Linked DNA regions of Mus musculus: all the other regions are linked to region 1. The links are chromatin contacts, called in public Hi-C and HiChIP or PLAC-seq maps. All regions are on one chromosome and are shown on one strand. The core of a region is the stretch at or near the end of the contact, and the rest is flanking DNA. Distances in the headings are between cores, read along the strand shown.

Region 1 (2,860 bases), core at 355-2,854:
CATGAGTCTGCCCATTTCCTTTAATGTGTCTGCTCTATATGTTTCTTAAGTTTGACAAGGTTATAGTTTGTCAGAGAAGATCGAGGATGCTGTCCAAGCACTTCAGACATACTAGGCCACCATTAAATACTTCTGTCAACCACATACATCGCTAACACACCAACTCCAGGAGGGAGGGGAAACCAGATCCCAGAGGAAGCACGTGCATTAGAGCCATCCTGCCAACATGGAAGGCCTGGCTTGTTTGAAAAGAGCAAAGGTATCTCTCTGAAGCCACTGAACTTTTAAAAACAGTCTGCATTATAGCAGCTTGCCCTTTATCCTAACAAATACACTAAGGACAGTTTAGACTCTCAGTGGTACCTATTCCCTTATTTGTCAAACACAACGGATATATTGTATCATTCTATTTGTTCCCGGGATAATAGGTCTCCAAAGACATCTCCAACCTGAACAGAGGGACAATGTTTCCCATTGTGTGGAGACAGAAGTGCCAGTGGCAGCCCACCTCTGCACCATGCAGCTGCTGGTGGGATGCTCTGGCCTCCAGGCCCCTTGGAGAATGAGTGCAAAGTGGTTGCCAACTTCCTCCATCACAAATACTCATGTGTCAGAGATTTTTAAATAAAAAATTCAAGAACAGATGGCAAAAGAAAGACTCGTTATATGTGTGCAATCTAGGCTTTGTCTCCTATGCATGTTGCAGTCTCTGTGTGTGTGTGTATGTGTTTGTGTGTGTGTGAAACCAACATTAATGTCATTTCTTGGGGGATAATAAGCTCATTCTGCTAGCCCCACTTATGGCTAATAACAATCAACAATTATTGATGCTTTCTTCGTTGCCACCTCCTCCTCATGAATCAGCACATGAATATTTATGTCCATGCTAATCAGCACAGAAGACTGCTGCAGACAGGCGTCAAATTACACTTCTGGGTTAGAGACAGCCTCCTCTTTTTGAGGCATTTTGATCAAGAAAAACTTGGTGGGGGGCTGATTTCTTGAATTTATTTATTATTTACTTACTTATTTTTGTTAGAATGAAGAGAGAAAGTGGCTGAAAGGCTTGGGTTGAAAGTATGAACGACCTGCATGTGTGAAGGCTCAGTTACTGGATGGTAGTTTTAAAAGGTTCTGTGTACCTTGAAGAAGTCAGGCCTTCTTTGGAAGCTGGACGTTGAGAGGGGATTGTGGGATTCCCCATCTGTCTCAGTTTGGTCTACACCGTTTTCCAGAGTGGTCTCTGCTATCCCAGCCCCCATGATGGTTTTCATATGCCACTCCCACATCCGAACACAAAACAAAGAAATGTAATAAAAAGAATAAATAAAATGTTATCTAAAGAGATCATGTCTTGGCACATGACACTTTTATCTGGGGCGGGGGAGGGTAGGCTGGGGAAGGTTGGGGAAGTGTGGGGGGGATGGATGGACAAGCACCTTGTTAGAGAAATAGTCTGAAGGCTGAGAGTCTCCTCCCGTGGCCCTGTACTCGCTGGCGGTAATCCTAAACTGTAAACGTCTATCTGTCTATCCGTTTTAAACCACAACACTTTGCGACTTCCTTGTTTCACCCGCTCTGCTTTGGTCTGAACAAGCACTCTCAGTGCCACCCATTATTCTGCCGGGAGGTATGTGTCAGAGCCGGTGTGCGCGCCAGCTTCGCCAGCTTCGTGTTGGATGAGCTCGCTGTTCGGGGAGGGAGGTGAGTGGGGGTGCAGGGTTATTTCTAGAATGGCAGAGGCAGTATAGGATAATGTAGGAACGCTTTCTATCCTCAGGGTTGAAAGAAGATGGAGAAATGGCGACTCCGTTTCCAGGTAACTGTATCTGCATCTCTCCTAAGAATCCTGCTAACTCACACTGGTGTAGAAGTTACCATGATTGGGTCCCGTGCTGATTTGTACCTGTGTTAAAGCACTGAATCCTTTGAAGTAGATGTAGTCGTTGGCTACAACAATATGTGTGGTGGTAGCTGTATGACTCAAACCTACCTAAAGTTCTTAGCCACTGTAAGAGACTATCGGAGGCTGACTGAGGTCAAAGAGCCACTTATGTTTTGTGCCCTGGCATATGACTTATCCAGAGGCTCTTTGCTTTATTGCCTCAAAATCCTTCTCCTGGCCAAGCCCTGTAATCTCAGAGCCACAGTCAGTTCAAAGAGAGGATGTAGGTCTTCTCCTATTGTCTGACCGGCACCACTTCTTCTTAACACGGGTCAGTGCTGAGAGTGGCTACTGGTGTGTGAGCTAATGTTCTCTCTCTCTCTCTCTCTCTCTCTCCCTCTCCCCCCCTCCTATGAATCATGGCGTTCATGTCCTTAAATCAGTCATCCCTTCACATGACCAGCCCGGCAGACAATACAGTGGGTATGAGTACGGAGCTGCAGGCTGGCCACCGGCCAAGGGCTCCGGGTGGGAAGAGCAGGATTGCTGCCTGGCTCTGAGCCATGTCACATGCAGCAGGGCTTGGGTGGCTCTCCAGGGGACTCTTTCAGGCATACGAAACAAAAAGCAAGGGCCACACTCAAAGTTAAAAAGCTCTGTCACTGTTGGGTTTTCCTGTGGTTATTTTCCAAGAAAAACAAACAAACGTTATGACTGCTCTACTTTTGAAAATAAGTAGCAAGAAATTTGAATGTTAATCCACTGGCAGTAAAAATGTACTCTGTGGTTCTATGTCATAAGCAGTCACAGACACAGAAGTCTAGACACAGTTCTGTCCTTTCCAACTACGTGATGTTGGTCAGTTCTGTGAATTCTCTGGGTTTCGTTGTGCCTTGGAACCAGATGGAATACATTTATCTCGTAAGGATGCTCTTATCCTTAGTTCCTAGCTGAACCTGTTATCACGAGAGAGGT
Region 2 (2,733 bases), core at 83-2,582, 68 kb after region 1:
TTCTGCCCTGGACCTCTTTTTTGTCTTCTTTTAAAATGTATTCACCTTTATTTTATGTGTATGGGTGTTTCGACTGCATGTCTCCATGCACCGTGTGTATGCCTGGTGCCTGCAAAGGCCAGAAGAGGTCATCGGGTCTCCTGAAATTGCTATGATGTGTGTGAAGCTGCAGATGTTTGTGAACCACAATGAGGGAGCTGAGACTCAAACCTGGGTCCTCTGGAAAAGTAGCTCATGCTATTAATCACTGAGCCATCTCTTCAACCCCTTTACTTGTTTTTAACATTTATTTATTGTTTGTGTGTGTGTATGTGGTATGTGCATATGTGTGTGTGTGTATATCTATATCTCTCTACCTATCTCTCTCTCTCTCTCTCTCTCTCTCTATATATATATATATATATATATGTATATATATATATATATATTGTGTATATATGAGTGGGTACACACGTGCCACCAAACACATGGAAGTCAGAGGACAACTGAGGAATTGTTTCTCTCCTTTTATTATGTGTGTTCCAGGGATCCACTAAGGTTGCTATGCTTGGCAGCAATCACCCTTACCCACTGAAGCATCATGCCAGCCCCAGCTTCTTCTTTAATGTTAACTCATCTTTTTGAAGTTGGTTAGAGTTCCCTGTTTCACTCACTTTAGAGTGAGCTAGTTGGCACACATCTTGCCATACATTCTGCAGAATTTTTGTGGCTCATTTTGCTTACATTCATGGTTTCTTTTTATAGGTACGGCTATCATATTACCACAGCTTCATATTTTATCTGCCATGATCAGGGCACAATTCAAAACTTATTTGGAAACCTGAGAAACTATGACGGGAAGAATAATTATCCCAAAATGTGTGGCAAGTTTGAAATCTCTGCTATCAGGGACCTTACAACTGGCTATGATGATAGCCAGCCTGACAAGAAAGCTGTAAGTCACATTTACTTCTGTCAACTAATCTATTCTGTGTTCACCATTGCCTACCATTTGAATAGATTCCTTTATTTCCATGGTTGATTGAAAATTCAGGCTGGATGTGTATAGCTTGGGGGTAGGCTGCTTGCCTGGCACATGACAAGGCCTTGGGTTAGGCCCCTAGCATCAGATAAAGAATAAACAAATAAAATAGGATATGTGGGAAAAACTAGAAGCCATGAGTTAGAAATGCAAGTGATCTCACTAGTCATTTGATGACTAATGACATTCCAAGCCATCCTCCCACAGGCAAAGAAATGGTGACTCAGAAGGGCAGTGACTGGTCAGGGTCCAGGTGGAGGAGAAGCCTTTTGACTCTGGACCCAGCTTTTTCTCTTCACCAGAACACGTCACTCCAGAGAGTATCTGAGTCACCCACACCAAGAGGACGGGTGACTAACCAGAATTAGCCGGATATGATGACACATACCTATAAATCTTTAAATCCCTACACTTGGAGAACAAGACAGGAGCATCATAAGTCTGAGTTTGAGACCAGCTTGGGTTATTATGACATCCTGTCACAAGCAAACAGTGCTGAAAGCCACCCTGGAGTCTCTCATTGCGTAGCTCGGGGCTAAGAATGAAGAATTCGCATGTCTAATTAGATTCCAGATGACTCGAGACTGGTCCACTCTGGGGGAACCACTGATAAGTGGCTTTCTGATGTGTTTGGCCTTGTTCTCTGGTTGCATGTGGCCTAGCTGCAAATGTTTGCATCAGGATCTCCCTTAGAGCCAGAGGTAGCAGAAGTGTAGAGCCGGCCATGCCCAGGTTAGGAGGACAGCAGGAATATCCTGACGGAATTTTAGATGTCTTCCTTGATATTTACCTTTTTGTATTTTGTTTCAAATTTTTCATATGAACAGAATATATTTATAAGAGGTAAATGCTATTAGAAAGATTATAGTGAAGTGTGACATTTTATTGTCACACTGAGACAACCAACCACCTTTCCTCTCAATCGTTTCTCCTGCTGCTTGCCATGGAACTTTTTCCTGTCTCATGGAGATAAAGAATCCATGCATAGACTTCCTACATACAGAAGCCCTGTGCCTGGCGTCAGGAATCGTCCCTGAGCCTTGATTATGATGGTTAACCATTACCATGATCTGAGTTTCTCAGTAGCTTCTTCAGAGTCCTGCCCTTCTGTACATGAAAAGTTACGTTCCTATAACCAGTTAGGGTTATTTGTTTTGTATATGATTGTATCTTGGTTGTCTGGATTTTTATGCCAAATGTCACTAGTCCTCCCTAATAGTTCTCGGTGACATTTTTTTTACTGCTCCCAGGTCCCAGCTGTTATGTGGCCCCTGTCTGTGTCCATTGGTCTTCCTCCACCCCTCCATGCAGCTGGATCATCCTCTGGATTGAGCGCACAGCTGTCCTCCTCAGAATGCCGTTTGCCAAGGCTGAGACCCTCACTCCTGAACTCATGGCTTCTTCCTGTCTTCATTTTCCTACATCACATCTTCTAAGTGTTTTCTGGGACGGTGAAAGTAAAGCTGGGGAGGCCTCAGGGCTGAACATGTCTTGCCTTTCTCACATTCCCCAGCCTCAGAGTTTGAAAGCACTGTTCCATTACTGTCCGGTAACCAGACTCTATCTTCAGGATCTACTCATCTTTGTAGTGATGGATGTGTGATGCGTACAAAGACGTTAACACCGTTCTCGCCATTCTGTACAATTGACTTTGTCCCCTCGATGAAAAAATCTCTCTCTAAACGCAGTGTTCTAAATTGTCACAGTATGTT
Region 3 (2,700 bases), core at 17-2,516, 110 kb before region 1:
CAGGATGCCTCAATTTCTTCCCAGTTCAAACTCATGTCCTTAAATGTGAAACACAAGAACCAGCTAAGATGTGAGTCCTTATGACTCCCAGCACATCGCTTGTGCTACCCTACACAGTTGTGTAATGTAACTCTCACTCCATAGGAGGAAGCTGAGGCTTTATAAAGTCACGTGATACACAGCCTAGAAGCTATCGACCTTCCTGGCCCTTTGCTGTGCTGAAGCCACCAAACACCACCAAGGCAACCTCTCCTGTTGTGACAGTGCTAAAAGCTGAGGAGTTACAGAGTTCAGGTAAAAGCCCTGCGAAGCCATTCAAATTCTGACTCTAAGGAGATTTTTAAATAACACTGAGATGCCCCAAAGCACGAAGATATCCTTACCTTCATTTTTCATAATGTACTGGACAATCTGGCCGACCGTGTCACTGTTCTCATTTATACTGTCATTCAACTCTAAGAGAGAAAGAGGACAGAGCGGCGTTACGATCCATCACCTGCAACAAGTCAACTAGACATTTATCTGAGAGCCTAAGGCCTCGCCGAATACCTTCCAGAAAGTTTAAGCACCCTCACACAGTGCAAAGAGTCTAGCTTTAATCCTTCAGCCCCACCTTCCCGATGCCACACGTTTTTGAATTCCTGGGCTGAACACGCATTTATAAATTAAACAGAAAAGGCGCAGGACTGTCCAGCATCCCCTTGCTTTGCATGACACTACAGGAGTGCATGTATCTCTGCCCCCACGTTCTCCTATCTTTCCTTATTACCTTCAACCCTCTGGAGAAACAAGAAGAAGGATCACGAAAAGGTTTTATCGAATCTCAGACATGCTGTATACAACTGGCCTACTGATTAATGGTTTCAACTGAACAAGTAAGTACTAAGTATTCATCCATGTTTATAAAACTCTCTTTTCCTTTGAAACAAGGTAGCTAAATTTGGGCACTGGTTATTTGTTTACAGACTCAGTTTACTTTGGGGACCCAGCACGTGACAGCCAAGTCAGGCGGAGAAAGAGGGGCAAGCCTCCATTTGGAAACCGATCTGTATAATTTATTTAGCAGGACCAGCTGAGACTGGATTGAGACATTGTACAGACTGGGACAACAGCACACCCATGTACCTGCAGGAGTGTCCTCTGCACCCCAAGGGAGGCTTCTCCCCTATGACCTATAGATGTTTGGACAGTCACAGTGGGGGCTGATGCCTGAGCCAGCCTGAGCCAGCCTGCTTCGTGGGTTAGAAGGAACAGCGGGGGAGGCCCTGCTCTGTTGACAAACACTCAAGGCCGGTTTGCTCATTCGCTGAGCGTGACTCATCCTGTTCACCCATGTTCCCCAGCCTCAAAGGTCAGTGGGGGTGGAAAAACCAACAGTCCAGCAAGCTGGCAAGCCACCACTGAGAAACCTTCCCTGCCGGTAGGCTCCATGGGTGACCTACTCCAAATGTCACCTCCCTGCAAAGATGGCACAGAGGGGCTGAGCTGGATGAAGAGTGAGCTGCCAGTCCTGGGACCCATCAGGAAACCTCCCTCAGGCAGGACTGGATAGGAATATCAGTGAGGAAGACATGCTGTGGATGGAGGTGACCCCACCACAAGCTATCAACATATGTGCAGAGGGAAAGATGAGCGCCCTGACACTCACATGGAAGCACCAGTTCTTGCTGCAGCTCTACCGAACTATGACAAACATCTATTCATTAATAATATACAGTTCAGTCACATGGACTTCAATGAGAACTCCTCCAGTGATACTTAACACAGCAAACCCGATGAGACCCGTTTCACGTCCCTACCGTTCTTATTAGAATCTTGATTCAATAAGTAACAGCAAGGATTAGGCTTATGAGTAAGTGCCAATCACCAAAACACCTTGTCTCAAAATTTCACATTAACCCTTCAAAGTGGAGAGAAGGTACCCTCATTAAATTCACTGTCAATACAATTAGAAATAAATATATACCATACAAATAACAGTCCCGGGCTACCAGGCTCTGAAGTAAACCCTCAGCAAGCATTCAATAAATGCAGGCAAGGTTTCAAACTCTGATTACTGCAGAAAATAGTTTTCCTCATAAAGAAATGGATTATATATGAAGTTTTGTTTTTTCCACTTAGAACCCACTCCTCAAGCCATTTCCTTTTAAAGCAGAGGTTACTTACCTATCTTTTCCACCTTTTCCTCTTCGACTTCCTGTTCCGCCTCTGTTGTACACCGGTAGCCTTTCTTCTTAAGTAAGTGACAGATGAGGACACCAAGGAGACCCATGACGAAGAACACAGGGACGAGCACGTACGCGATGTATTCCGGGTGTCCATTCCCAGGGTTGTTGGTGGGTGACGATGGAGTGGTCTCTGCTCGGGAGTGTAACGTGTGGCTACCAGTGTTGTCTACAGAGAGGGACACACACGGCTCTGTTAGGTGATGGCGACAAAGCTCTGGGAATATTTCCATTACATCAAAGTTTTGTGCTTCAAAGGCTACGAGCTGTACACAGGTCTGGGGATCCCGATAGAGGGGGATAAAGGGTGCGAGCATAGGCTCGAGCTGACACAGTCTAAGTCACCTCCTGAACTATGAGATCTCTTAAGAGAGGATTAGGAGGCACAGGGTTTTAGACTGCACAGAATACACATGCAAGAGTTAAGGGGGGCATTACAGCACACTACATAGTAGCTGTGTGTGAGGACCCGGGA

The links. Hi-C and Micro-C count contacts between places; a contact is called where the count stands out from the background. HiChIP or PLAC-seq counts read pairs in DNA pulled down with a chosen protein or histone mark.
Region 2: a contact with region 1 is called in a Hi-C map of muscle stem cells, with 1.9 times the contacts expected there. The contact joins the enhancer-like site here to the promoter of 5830416I19Rik in region 1. A contact is called at or near these places in 1 of 484 Hi-C or Micro-C datasets (muscle stem cells), 3 of 115 datasets of contacts at active chromatin or transcription factors (bone marrow-derived macrophages, embryonic stem cells and pancreatic cancer cells) and 2 of 9 other capture datasets (adipose tissue and liver).
Region 3: a contact with region 1 is called in an H3K4me3 HiChIP or PLAC-seq map of bone marrow-derived macrophages, with 4 times the contacts expected there. The contact joins the enhancer-like site here to the promoter of 5830416I19Rik in region 1. A contact is called at or near these places in 8 of 39 promoter capture datasets (the C10 cell line, HPC-7-derived erythroid cells, cranial neural crest and 4 more), 3 of 484 Hi-C or Micro-C datasets (the N1E-115 cell line, nephron progenitors and uterus), 5 of 115 datasets of contacts at active chromatin or transcription factors (bone marrow-derived macrophages, embryonic stem cells, memory CD8 T cells and 1 more) and 1 of 9 other capture datasets (adipose tissue).

Annotation. Positions count from the first base shown.
Region 1 is chr5:64,043,369-64,046,228 of GRCm38.p6, forward strand. 5830416I19Rik (RIKEN cDNA 5830416I19 gene) reads left to right here and starts at 1,605. Exons shown (of 3, transcript NR_045384.1): 1 at 1,605-1,630; 2 at 1,781-1,819.
Region 2 is chr5:64,111,264-64,113,996 of GRCm38.p6, forward strand. Pgm2 (phosphoglucomutase 2) reads left to right here. Exons shown (of 14, transcript NM_025700.3): 12 at 745-934. Among named protein-coding and RNA genes, the nearest start is that of Pgm2, 20 kb to the left of the region's middle. Within about 2 kb of position 1,333, at least 75 of the 459 cell types and tissues checked have an H3K27ac peak or open chromatin away from gene starts, as enhancers often do. A contact at or near this core is called in adipose tissue, muscle stem cells and pancreatic cancer cells, where this site is marked.
Region 3 is chr5:63,935,640-63,938,339 of GRCm38.p6, forward strand. Rell1 (RELT-like 1) reads right to left here. Exons shown (of 7, transcript NM_145923.4): 2 at 2,167-2,394; 3 at 384-455. Among named protein-coding and RNA genes, the nearest start is that of Rell1, 32 kb to the right of the region's middle. Within about 2 kb of position 1,267, at least 76 of the 459 cell types and tissues checked have an H3K27ac peak or open chromatin away from gene starts, as enhancers often do. A contact at or near this core is called in the N1E-115 cell line, bone marrow-derived macrophages, embryonic stem cells and 2 more, where this site is marked.